Linked DNA regions of Sus scrofa: region 1 is linked to region 2. Evidence: chromatin contacts called from public Hi-C data. All regions are on one chromosome and are shown on one strand. Each heading gives the region's core, a stretch centred on a gene start, on an enhancer-like site or on the middle of the called end of the contact. The rest is flanking DNA. Distances are from core to core; before and after follow the strand shown. Region 1 has its middle 5.8 kb from the start of FST. Region 2 has its middle 52 kb from the start of MOCS2.

What was found. A called contact is a pair of places that touch in the nucleus more often than the background predicts.
Region 1: a contact with region 2 is called in a Hi-C map of fetal liver, with 1.6 times the contacts expected there. The contact joins two enhancer-like sites. A contact is called at or near these places in 2 of 47 Hi-C or Micro-C datasets (embryonic fibroblasts and fetal liver).

Annotation. Positions count from the first base shown.
Region 1 is chr16:32,797,259-32,803,870 of Sscrofa11.1, reverse strand. No RefSeq gene overlaps it. Among named protein-coding and RNA genes, the nearest start is that of FST, 5.8 kb to the left of the region's middle. Within about 2 kb of position 1,325, at least 3 of the 83 cell types and tissues checked have an H3K27ac peak or open chromatin away from gene starts, as enhancers often do. A contact at or near this core is called in fetal liver, where this site is marked.
Region 2 is chr16:32,511,131-32,518,339 of Sscrofa11.1, reverse strand. No RefSeq gene overlaps it. Among named protein-coding and RNA genes, the nearest start is that of MOCS2, 52 kb to the right of the region's middle. Within about 2 kb of position 2,554, at least 2 of the 83 cell types and tissues checked have an H3K27ac peak or open chromatin away from gene starts, as enhancers often do. A contact at or near this core is called in fetal liver, where this site is marked.

The sequences.
Region 1 (6,612 bases), core at 76-2,575, 290 kb before region 2:
TTTTGCAGGAAGAGACATAGCTTCTGTTTCATCAAAGTTTATCAAATGTGTCTAGAGTTGGAAAACAAATACTCTAAATACATAAATGACCTTAGATGGTAGATGGTTGAATCTTATGGCAGTGATACCAATAGCCATTAAAACATTTTAAGACCCAAATGTAACTATATGATTTTCTATTTGCCCCCATTTGAATACGTTTACTGGTCCTGAATCTTCTCTAGCCCCTGGAAGCTGAAAAAATCTAATTGTAATTATATTTTTCATTTTAGGACCATACAAAACATTTAAATTTTACTCATGTCTCATTGTATATGAAGTCATTTTGCCTAGAGGAATGTGGGGTCATATTTTGTAATGCATAGTTTATTTTCTCAATACTTTGGGGAATATTGTTGTAAAGACCACAATTTCCTCATATTTCATAACCATATAGCAATGAAAATAGTGATGTAATTTGTATGTTCTCATGATTTAACTCATCCATTTACATGTTGCAGGTAGAATATGTTGATGTAAAAAAGAACAATATGACAATATGACATTTTTGGTGGGAAGATCTATGTGGCTAAATGAAGATTAGAACAAAGGCAATTTTGAAGGGTTAATCAAAAAAGTGTTTTACCTGGACTTTTGAGGAAACACATTTGGTTTATTCAGATAGTATTTTAGTTTGTGTATAATAGAAACAACGGGGGAGTTCCTGTCATGGCTCAGGGGAATCAAAACCTACCACTACCCGTGAGGATGCGGGTTCGATCCCTAGCGTCCCTTAGTGGGTTGGGGATCTGCCCCAGCACCCTTAGTTGATCAGGGATCCTGTGTTTCTGTGAGCTGTGGTGTAGGTCACAGACGCAGCTTGAATCCCACATTGCTGTGTATAGGCCAGCAGCTGTAGTTCCCTGGCTTGGGAACTTCCATGTGCCTCGGGTGCGGCCCTAAAAAGAAAAAAAAAAAAAAAAAGAAAGAAAAAGAAAAGAAACAACAGGTATCATAAGAACTTTCTAAAGTTAATTCAAGTTATGTCCACATAAGTCCAGTATGATAAGTAAAAAGCAAAAATTGTTTTCTATTATATTCTTTGTCTACATAATGCCAAGAACTCAGACAGGTCATTTGACTAAATTGACTGCATAGACTAGTTGCTTTGGCATCATGTGATCGTCTAGGCTAGGCCAAAGCAGTCACAGTAGCTCTCATTGTAAAAAAAAAAAAGAAATGCCACAACTCACAGAAATGAGTACCAGAGGCAGACCTAATATAGGATTACTCCTTGTCACAGAGAGGGTGGCTCTGAGGGTCAGGGTTGAGGTCACAGGCAAACACACTGTGGAAAACATAAGTGCTGTGTTGCTTTTGCCTTTGTGAATAAGCAGTTTAGTGTTTGTTTAGGGATACAGGCTCATCCTGTTTTTCAGCTGCACCTTGGATACTATTGATCTGTTTGGGAGTATGTCTGCTCCGAATCGGCACAGATCAGTCATCAGAATTCTTGTTGGCCTGGGGTTATTTTCTGGCCAATCTGAGGAAATGAGACACAGGTCAATACTGGTTTCATATGGGACTCCTGTGAGCATCAGAAGAGATCCATCTAATTTCTGGGGTATGAAATGGTATCACACCTGTTCAGTGACATCACAGAAAAACAGCTGCTATTTCTTTCACTGTTCTGTCTCTTGTAAATGTTCAATATTGGGTTTGTAGATGTCTAAATGTCAGGGGGACATTTTAAAATAAAAATGCCTTCTGTCATTTTTGTTGTATGCCTCCAAGTTTGACTTCTTATTTTTTTCCTTTCTGCTCTGCCAAAAAAGTAAATGTAAATTATGAGAAACACAATAGGACCACTTTGTAACTGACTTTCTGGGCAGCGCACAAAAAGACTGCTGTTCTCTGATTGTTTTTTAGTCAGCTTCAAAAGCTGTCTTCCTTTTTAAGTTTATAAATTTAAAATATTAGAGTTTAGCAAATTATTCAATCTAGCTTTCAAGATACCTATTTGAAATCATAGGAAATGGTTGTTAGAACCAGAACTGATCTGGCTAAATTTTAGTCCCTAAGAAGAGAATATGGAAGGGATGGATGAGGTTACGTATGGAAAATTTGGAAGTCATCAAGTGAGAAGCTTTTATATCTTGCCCTAAAATTAAATGTCAAATTTTTTTGAAGTTAGTTATTTTTCAAAGTTATATTAAGATTTCAAATGCAAATAATCAATCTTGATTAAACAACAGAATTTAAGCACCTGAGAAATAGGCTGAAGTGATTTTTAAATCAGATTTTGTTCTTCTATGTACAAAAAAACGGTCACTTAATGCGTCATAGTCTTTGGTGTTGTGTAACTTCATAGGCTTGATGAGGATTTGAGGTGGGGGTGGGGAGTAATAGTTCTGTATTGGCTGAATCATTGCAGAACTAAATAGTTAAGAAATGTGAGTACATAAAAGCAATGTTTGTCCAAGATGTCCAAACCCATCAGTTAAGTTTTTAAAAAAGTCATTAGAATATATGTTTTTAAAAATATAGTGTGGAGAAAACAATGCATTGATTACCTGAACTTTTCTCTTCTCAGTGTTGCTTTTATGTTATTTAGAGTCAGTCATTCATGGACAACACTTTGTTTTTGATATGACTTGTTCCTAATATTTTTGTTGCCTTATTTTCCCCTTCATTTTTAGAAATATTTTGTTTCCAGAAGTCATCTATGATATATGGCACATAGTCACTTAAACTAGCCATAATAAGTATATTCACATTTAACATAACGAAGTCATTAAAATAAACCTTAGCAAAGAATTCAAATTATGCTTCAGGATAGGAATATTACATTGGATTAGTAGAAACTTCTAAATAGTTTCTTGTATTTTAGTTCATTTTTACAATACAAATTGTTCATATATTTGTATGTGATGGAAAATATCAGTGTGTGACCTTTAGAACTTTTAACCCTGATTCTATTTACATTTTCTACTGTATGGAAAGTATGAGGAGAGCAAGTTGGTATTTGCTGTTCTGTTTCCCTACTTTATGAATGAACTAACATGTCAAAGTAAGAGCCGCTTTTCCAGATTATTAATTGGTCGAAGGTGAGCTGATAATGCTGCAGTTACTTTTGTGTATTTTGGTTTATATTCCCTCATTTTAACTTTCCATAGAGTAGCAGTGGTTTGCACATTTAGTAATTAGCTCTTTCCTATGTGTTTGCCTACTCAATATTGCAGTCAGTAGTTGATATAATTGCTCTTTGATCATCCATGTTTCATCTGTATTTTTTTTTATTTGACGTGAATCCTGTTTCATATCTGATGTCTAATTTGCCCCCAAAGTTAAATGTTATGTTTATGATAGGTCTAAAGTTCACAAGACAGTTAGATATGATTTTATACATCCTATTGCATCTCTTTATAGATTTTTAATTTGTCATTTTTCCTCAAAGGAGAATTCATTCCAAATCTATTTTGCATTTAGCCTTTGCAACTCATAAGTATGGATCTATTTCTGGGTTCTATGTCAGTCTTATCTTGACTACTGTGACTTTATAGTAAGTAAGGAAGTCAGGTGGTGTAATTCCTACAACTTTGTTCTTTTTTAAGATTGCTTTGGATATTCTAGTTGTGTTTCCATATAAATTTTAGAATTATCTTATTGAATTCTATACACACACAAAATAAACCATGATATGATTATGATTGGGATAATCAATTTGGGGAGAATTGAAAATTTAGAAATATTTTGTCTTCAATACCATGAACATGGTATATCTTTCCATTTACTTAGGTTTCTTTAATTTCTCTTGACTATAGTTTGTAGATCCATTTTGTATTTTAACTGTTATTGAAAAACGTGCTGAAGCAGGATAAAAAATGCTGTTTTCAGCTCTTTACCTCAAAGGACCTCAATGGGTTATAAAGATTCCCTGGGGCAGGCTTATACATGTCTTCATACTTCCTAAGGCTGATTGTCTATGGTCAGTTAAAAAGAATGTATTGAGCACACTTTCCAGGAGTGGTGTGCTAACTTAAAATCTCTTGCATACATTTCTTTGGTGTTTATTTTAGACCAGACAATAATCACTCCATTAAATGAATAATTTCTGTCACTATGAGGTTTACACCAGTGAGTATTAAAAGTGACCCTTTATTGGTTAGTGTTTCGTTGAATTTTATTTCATAATTTTCATATGAATAGATTTCTACTCAAAACAGTCCATCATTGTGCTTAAGTTTTGAGAGGTGGAAACATGCAGTTTCAATGTATCAACATTTGGGTGGCTGTTACTTTCTTCTTGTATTCTTTATTGGAGAGTTATGGCATCTTTTCATTTATCACTGGTCTCCTTGATCCATTCATCCTCCCTGGGGTTTCCTTTCCTCTTATATCTCACTTTCTTTCCACCAGAAGGATTAGTGTTATAACCTACAGTTGTACATTTTGCAGCATATATTGGCTTATTTTTTTTTCATGTAAATGCTACATTCAAAAGTAAACTATACTTTGTATTGTTTATCCAAGAGTACTATTAAATATTTAACATTGGGTTGAGGTCAAATGGTGATGACACAACATGTGGAAATACAGAACAGATGATGCATTAAGTGTTGAAATAAATTATTTCAACACATGGCGAGCCTTGCTATTTTTCTAGACTAGAATAGGAATATATATATTATGAAAACTAGTTGGTGGATGACTTAGAGGCAGTTTTTGTCAGTGTGTGCTTAATCTCCCATAAATAGTCACTTTTTAGGAATATAAAATTGTTCGTATATATAGGAGGCTCATTTATTTGGTTTTCCAATGCATTAGTTAAATGATTCTTCTAAACTGGTCTCGATTTCCTTGCAAATAAGGATATGAAAATCATCAACACAGGAACTATGTGTTAATGGATTACATGCTGGGCAAATGGAAATATAGTGTAGAAGAACCTTTTAGTTGAGATCATTTTGGACCCAAGACTTCTTATCTTTTATAGGAAACAAGGCTTTGTCCAGCCAGATGTCACAACCATCACACTGTCAACATTTTCATTTTTGCCAGAGCACTAGATTTCCTGAAGAAATCTTTAGGTAGTGATTCCTAACTTTTTCTTATTCACAGTCAATCGAGAAGGTATTGAAAGATATAAACCATCTCCCCAGAATAGTGCACAGACACAAATACATATACACCTGTACAAAATTTTGCATTCATTTTTAGGAAGGTCCTAAGCATTTTGAAATTCATGTATGGATCCTTGCAGGGTTTCATGGGCCCCAGATCAAGACCCCTGATCTTGGAAGATCCAGTTGCTAGATGGTCTGATTTTTCTGCCAGTACATCCCAATCTGTTTACTTGCTTTTTTTTTTTTTTTTTTTTTTTTTTTTGTCTTTTTGCCATTTCTTGGGCCACTCCCTCGGCATATGGAGGTTCCCAGGCTAGGGGTCGAATCGAAGCTGTAGCCACTGGCCTACACCAGAGCCACAGAAACAAGGGATCCGAGCCGCGTCTGCAACCTACACCACAGCTCACGGCAACGCCAGATCGTTAACCCACTGAGCAAGGGCAGGGACTGAACCCGCAACATCATGTTCCTAGTCGGATTTGTTAACCACTGCGCCACGCCGGGAACTCCCTCATGTCTGTTTTCTTAACTGCCTTTCCAGACAGATATTACTATCACCATTTCCTAGATTGCTTCACAAAATTGGACAAAGCTAAGCCAGGAAATCTTTATAGCCCAGCATTTAGGAAGGGATTGTATGTTAGACATTCCAAGGAGTAATGGGCAAAAGAAACAGCTTTGTGATTACTACTATATTCTAAACAACTTAACATACTTTCATAGATAAGGTTTTTCTACTGTTACACATAAAATTTACAGTCGAGGCATGCAAAATATGCTAGCACAAATAGCCTGTAGTCTTGCTGTGGCTTAATTTTCAACATAATATCAACAAATATTTATTAATTATCTATGATATCCTACAGACTCTGTGATAGAGATAGAGAAGCAAACAAAGCAAATCTAGTTGCACCTTTCTTTGAACCTTTGAGATGACAGAGAAGGCAGATATTAAATAAGTGTATATAACAAACTGTGATGAGGATGACCAGGGAAGTTTTTCCTAATGAGGTGACATTTAGTTGAGACCTTATGTTTGAGGGAGGGTTATCGAGGAGAAGGTGGTGCTTGGAGGAGGTGGTGAAAAAGAATTTGTGAGGCCCAGCAGGCAAGAGAGAAATCATTTGAGGAACCAAATGATGTTCAGTAATGACCAAGGCACATAATTGGAGAGGAAAAAGTGGAAAGTGAGGAGATAGAAGAAGGTGATGGTGCAGATTGCACAAATTCTTATCAAAACTATGGGCTGATAAGTTTTCTGGAGGAAATTCATCGGAATATTATATGTAGGGGGTGGCATGAGCCATTTTTTCACTTAGAAAACTCTCTCTGACTGAGCCGTAGAGACAGATTTGGAAGGCACTAGCACTGGGGAAAGGCTACCTTTTAGATGAGATTGGGTGCATTCAAGAAAAGGCTAACTTTTAGGATGCCATCCTAGAAGCAGAGCTCTATCAGCTTGGGTTGAAGAGGAGGGTAGAGTCAAGTGATGACTAAGAGGTAGAAT
Region 2 (7,209 bases), core at 1,305-3,804:
TTGTGTTTTATCTATGTCTGCTTTTGCAGTACAGTTGAATAGTTGCAACAAATTATATGCTCTGGAGAGCCTAAAATATTTACTGTCTGGCCCTTTACAAAGTTTTTTAACCCCAGTTTAGAGGCCTGTAAACCCAACACACAGGGAATTTGTGCTTACTTGCCAGCTCTTTTCCATGCTAGGTCTCTATCATACTCTCATGAAAAGGTTAGTAGCAAGATAGGAGGCTGAGAGTTCTTTGATAGTGCATGGACATACAATCATGTCCTCTTCCCCAGAACTTTGTCTTATATGAAGCAAAAGCTGCAAGCCACTGTAGGAGTGCCAGGAAATCCTTCTACTCATTAGGCCAGGAAAAAATCCAATACGTATGGGGGAAGTGTAGGAGTAAAATCCACAGGACAGTGCAGAGAGGAAACTCTCCTGCTCCCCTAGTCTTCCTGCTAAGGAAGAGTTAGAAGCCTGTGTGCACTGAAAGGAACTAAAACAATAGCAAATCTAAACTCAGTTCAAGTATTGGGTAGATTGACTTAACTCCCTACACTAACAGCCTTTCAGAAGAAGAAGCATTTCCTTTTCCAGGTACAAATATTATTGACCTCAGTCTCTACTGCCATTTTTCCTATGAAATAACCACCATACTACAAAAAAAAAAAAAAAATTAGACATATAAGAAGAAGCAAGGAAAAGAAAACCTGACCTATCATCAAGAGAAAAATTAGTCAATAAAACCAGATAAATAGATTACTTACATGGTAGAATTATCAAACCAAGACCTTAAAATAATTGTAATTCATATGGTAAAGGCCTAGTGGAAAAGATAGACAAAATGTGTAAACATATAGGATATTCCAATAGAGTTGGAAACTATTTTTAAAAGTCTAATGGAAATCCTAGGAATAGCTAAATATTAGAAGCGAATAATTCCTGTGATGGGTTAATTAGCAGACCAGACACAGTTGAAAAAAAGAATCAGGGAAAGTCAGGAGAAGTTCTCCAAATTGAAATAACAGAAAGGAAGAAAAAGTAGAAAAGTGCCTAAAAGAGCAGTGGCCCACCATCCAGTGGGCTGATGTGTATAACTGGAATCTCAGAAGAAGAGAAAATTAGATGGAAGAAATATTAAAAGAGTTAATGACAAGAATTTATAAATTACAAATTATGAATATCAAGAATAAAAGAGAAGTCATTGGTACAGATCCTATAGATATTAAAAGGACATTGAGACTATTTTCTACCTTTCATGTTACATAAATCTGACACCTTAGGTGAAAAGTAAAAATCCATTTAAAAGTGTAAATTCTCAAAGCTCTTTCAAGAAAAAAATAGAATATCTTAATAGACTACACTTATGAAATAAGTTTGATTCATGTTTTTTTCTTGCTTTTTTTTCTTTTAGGGCCACACCTATGGCATATGGAAGTCCCCTACGGATGGAATTGGAGCTGCAACTGCCAGCCTAAACCATAGCCACAGCAATGCCAGATCCAAGCTGCATCTGTAACCTATACCACAGCTCACAACAACATCGAATCCTTAACCCACTGAGCAAAGCCAGGGATGAAACCCCCACCCTCATAGATACTAGTCAGGTTCATAACCTGCTGAGCCACAGTGGGAACACCTGATTCATATGTTAAAAACTCTTTTATTGGTGAATTTTTCTAAACATTTAAAGTTAAGGATTTAACATATGATATTGGAAAGGGGAGCACAGTTCAGGCCATATCAAGGATTGAGAAAGGTGCTTTGTACAGGTGGCATTTAAGAACCTGAGGTTTGAGGTAGAGCCAACCATGAAGAATGAGGGAAAGAACATTGCGGGTAGCGGGGGACTATGAATATAGATAGAACACCTTCAAGTACTGGAGTTTGAGGTTATCAGAAGAAAAAAATAAATCCAGCTATTTCTGGCCTAGTTAGAGGTGAGACTTTACAATCAAACCTCCTCATCTTCAGATTTCTACTCAGAAGTCACTCCCCTAGCATTTGAAACTGGTATTTGGACAAGGTCAGAAAGAATACAAAGAGAAGAGATTAACTATGGGCAGGTGGGAACTGCAGCTTTATTTCTATTCCCAAACTAACACTACTCACTGAAACTGATTCACTTAAAAGCCACCTCAGGAGTTCCTGTTTGGCTCAGCAGATTAAGAACCCAGCTAGTATCCATGATGATGTGAGTTTGATCCCAGGCCTCACTGGGTGGGTTAAGAACCCGTGTTGCCACAAGCTGTAACATAGGTCGCAGACATGGCTCAGATGCAGCATCACTGTGGCTATGGTGTAGGCTGGCAGCTGCATCTCCCATTCGACCCATAGCTTGGGAATTTCCATATGTGGCAGGCACAGCCCTAAATAAATTAATTAATTAATAAGCCGCCTCAGTGAAGGATGATTTCTTGGGATGTCTCATTAAGTATTCAGTGGCTATATGCCTGTTCCATTGATGGTGATTTTAAAGCATTACCCAATTCCACTGTGAAGGACGATGCCTCAGAAAGCTCTAAAGGTCTCATTGGCTAATGTTTACAGAGATTCTTAATCTCACTCTAAGTCAACTGAAAAATATTTGACATCACGTGTCAGTAAAGGCTTCCTGTTAGCGCCAGTGGAAGCCTTCCGCTGTAGTTTTCCGCTGTTTACCAAGCAGCAGTGCCCCGCCAATTATGGTTGAGACGTGCTCCAGGCAGGAATGGGGAACGCGAAACACTGAAATCCTTCCACATCTATTCAGCCACACCCTATTTTTATTATCTCCACACAAGGAAGTGAACAGAGAGAATTATTAAATACAACAATAGGCATGATTTGTGCTTGATTCACTCTTTCCTCCTTCTGATGGAATAATTATCAACAGTTAGCATCAGTGCACTACAAATGAGCATCTTGCTGAGTTCAGATGGTAAGGTGTTCCTTTGAAGACAGGCCTTTAAAGACTTGAAGTATTAGGTTAATTCACTCAGACTCTTCATTTAACCTCGTGGTTATTACTTTTTAGCAATCCTCTAATCAAGAATTGTATTTTTAAAAAATTATCTTAAATAGCTTTAGAGTGCATAATATTCTATTGTTGGTTAAAAAGAAATAAACAGTATAGCACGGGGAACTACATTCAGTATCTTGTAATAACCTATTATGGAAAAAAATATATGTAACAACTGAGTCACTTTTCTGTACACCTGAAACTAACACAATATTGCAAATCAACTATACTTTAATAGAAAAAAATGAAATATATGAGTATAATACACATAGATTACTGAAAACTACTATTGTGGATTCAATTTTAAGTGACACTATATATTCTGTTGCCAATGAATGAGTTGTATTCTTGTTTAATAGGTTCTCTAACTCATACTCCTTTGATAAACAGGTAACTGGTTGGTTTCTTCAAGTAATGGCCAAGGAAAATTAAAATTTAACTTTCTTTACATTGCATTTTGTACTTATACAAATAATAAATAGAATAGTTGCTTATCTAGATTTATGTGGTTTAATTTGTACTGGTGGTTTAATTTGATCTTAACTGGGCAAAATTGGAAGAGACTTTTCAAAATACTTCTGAAAATCTGCTTGGTTGTAACTATTATAGCCAAACAGAATCTTACATTTTCCATCATGAGATACATAAAAAAATCTACTTACACATGAACATGAACTTTTAAAATTTGAGTTTGAATAATATATATGTTTGTTTCAATTTAACTTCTTTTTGGTGAACTATAATTTTTTTGTCTATTAATACAATTAAGAATCATTTAAACACTTATTTAGTGAGATAGATTACCTGAAAACTCCTATTGTGGATTCAATTTTAAGTGACAGTTATTTAGCTGAAAAATCCACTTGCTAAAAATGTTATTAACAAAACCTGTATATTCTTCTTGCTTTTCTTCAAGGGCCAATATGAGATCTTTTTCTGGTTTTAGTTTGTACTAATAACCTTTTCTTCTTACAAATAATTCCAAGTTTACTTTATTACAGATGGTATTTGTCTACGGCCAAAAACACTTTCCAAAAATGCACCCTAGCTCAATAAACTAGTTTTGAAAGTATCTTTAATAAAAATAAACAGTCAAAACAGAGATTAACAAGAATCAATACCCCTAAAAGCATCATAAATGGCCTTTTTCGCCTCGCTAGTCCTTATTTTTTTAGAAATCTAATCTAGAATACAAACATATAAGAAGTAGAAAATTTGCTTGACTATCTACATGATTTAATGTGACATGGTCACTTGAACGACTGCCACCTGTGCTGCGTTAAAAACAGGATCTTGCACATCTTTCTAAACTGTGCCAGATAAAAACAGTCACTAAATTCAATACAGTCTAGATGGTTTAGGCTGAAATCCTGGACAGTTGGTTGAATAGACAGGGATATTAATTTTTTTGAACTTAGAATTTATATTTTTATGTTGTCATAAAGTTACATTTTTAAAAAAATCTTTGTCTACTACTTGCCAAGCAATAAACTAGATATCCATGAACAACATAAATATATATGGTCTTGGCAATTATTAATATACAAATATATATGAACATCTGAAAGACAATTTCATTCCTGATCATCTTTCATCATTTATATGGCCAATGAATGGCCTTTATAGAACGATTGCTATTAGAATTTAAGAAAATGAAATACAAATTCCATCTCAAAAATAGTATGTTAAATTAGCAGTGTTAGGTTGTTCTGAACACGTACTGCCACCCAATGGAAATATGCCCCAATGGCACTGGTCTGTAGGTTTGGAGACCATACATCCTTCTGGAGAATTAGTACCATTGTGCAAATCATTTGGTGTGGCAGGTGTTTTGCCCAGAATAAATTGGATTGTCCTGGGAGAGGGGTGGCATGGGGAACTCCAGCTAAAAAATGTTTTTCTCTATAAACCCAGCAAAAATAACCTCGTTCAAAATCTGATCTGAGGTGACTATGGTGAAATAGTGAAATTGCCTATGAATATCTTGAGTGATATCAAGTAACAATAACCATTTCATAAAAACATTACCAACATGCTACAGATAACATCTCTGTGTTATATATGGTTGTATCATAAAGAATTGAGGCTGGGAAAAAGCACTGGAATAGATCACAGTTCTTCTGGTCTGTGGGTCTCTACATTTTCAGCCTGATTCCTCTTTTGTTTTATTTTTGTAGAATCAGCCTGATTCTTGTGTATGAACGGTGTTTCGTTGGGGGTCCTGAGTGCTAAAGAGTAGGAATGGACTAGGATGGTCCTCAGTGTCCCTTCTACCCTTGTGATTACATTTTCAATATCATTTCAAGCCTCTGACAAAGGTGGGGGATATAACTCACACAGAAGTTCTTAAAATCACTTGTTAGGTGCTTTTAAAAAGATGTTGAGAGTTCCTGCGTTGGTGTTGGTAATGAACCCAGCTAGTATCCATGAAGACCAGGTTCAATCCCTGGCCTTGCTCAGGAGGTTAAGGACCCAGCATTGCCGTAAGCTGTGTTGTAGGACACAGATGTGGCTTGGATCCAGCATTGCTATGGCTGTGGTGTAGGCTTGCAGGTATACCTCTGATTTGACTCCTATCCTGGGAACTTCCATATGCCACAGGTGCGACCCTAAAAGGAAAACAAACAAACAAACAAATAAATGTTGAGTATGCATTTTCACATTTTTATTGATCAAAAAATTGAGTTAACCAGTATATTATCCCATGGCAATTTTTTAAATAAGAAGGTAGCCTGGTGTCAAAGGCTTGGTTTACTTAGGGAATTTGTCATTCAGGAAAAGTTAATTTCCAGTTCAATGAGAATGTTGCCTATGGAGGCTTTTTATATCCAAAATGCCACTTCTCCTTTTTCCCATAGGAAGTAACAGAGGACATTGGGTGGGTCCCCAGTGTGTAGGAACCAGACTCCCTTTTTAACTTTAGCTGTTAAGAAGGTGTGAACATAGCTTGGCATGCTGAAAATACCCTGCTTGGCATGCTGAAAATTTTTCCAAGGCAGCAGTTGCCTTATTGAATCTATCATTTGATTACCTTAATACCCCAGTCTCCAAAAGGAATAATTACCAACAATATATTGTGTGACTATTCAAGTTATATTATGAAGTATGACAAGAAAGATTAAGTTAGTTTAATGAAGAATGTTATGGTAAATTTCTTACATAGATTTCCTGAATAGGTAATTACAGTCATGCTTTGTGGAGGCGTTGCAGAGTTTTTCTATTTATTGAAGTATCAGAAGTGATAAATATCATTTAGTCATTCAACAAATATTGATTATATACTTACCATGTGCTCTGTGCAGATGTCTTGCTGTACATAAAGATAAGTAGCAAGACAGAATCTTTGCCCAGCCAGGAAGGAACACTACTATGGTTTGGGCAGCATGTGATGAGTTATGTGCAAGAGTGGTGGGACATTACATTAATTGATCATCATGTGAATTAGTACATCATTGCTATAATTAGAACCTACTCTGTTCCATTAAGAAGTAGCAAATATTATGCCACAGATAGCATATATTAGCCAGAAGAAATTTTCTGTGATCAAACCAGATTACTTTAATAATGATAAACTACTAAAAAGTTACAAATGTCATATGTATATGTAAGATACAAAGTGATACTCCAATGATAAATTAAACGCATGGGAGTACAATTACTCTGCAGAGTCCTCATGAATAAATTTGTCTCAAAGGAAGCTACTAGAGGGCTATAGGGGAACCCACATGCCTAGTCAAGGAGAAAGGTTCTTCTCTCTCACTTGCAGTTCATTGGGACTGAGAATCACTGGAGAAATTCATGTAAATCTTGACCTTGCTTTTGACTTGTCCAAGTTACAAAAGAACATGTCTTACTCCCTCTTTGTCTTACTCTTGGCCAAACTCTCCAAGTACAGAAGTCACTTCCACTTACAAGCTCCTCGGAGTACTAGTCAGCAAGTTCACTCTTTCACTAATAGTTTTCAAGTGACCTTGGAGTTGAAAACTTTCTAAAATTGCCTAAGTGTCTACCAGGGAATGATTTATGAACAGGAAGTTACTGGTTGATCTGTATGGAGGCCCACTCTATACTTCAGAAGGCTAGTGAACTAATAAATATCTTCATAGACTTTTTATATTTTGGGTCTTGGTTTACAGGGTTAGAGTTAACTCTAATTTTCCTAATTTTATTCCATTATATTCAACTTTGACATCCATCATTAATAACATCAACTACACATCCAC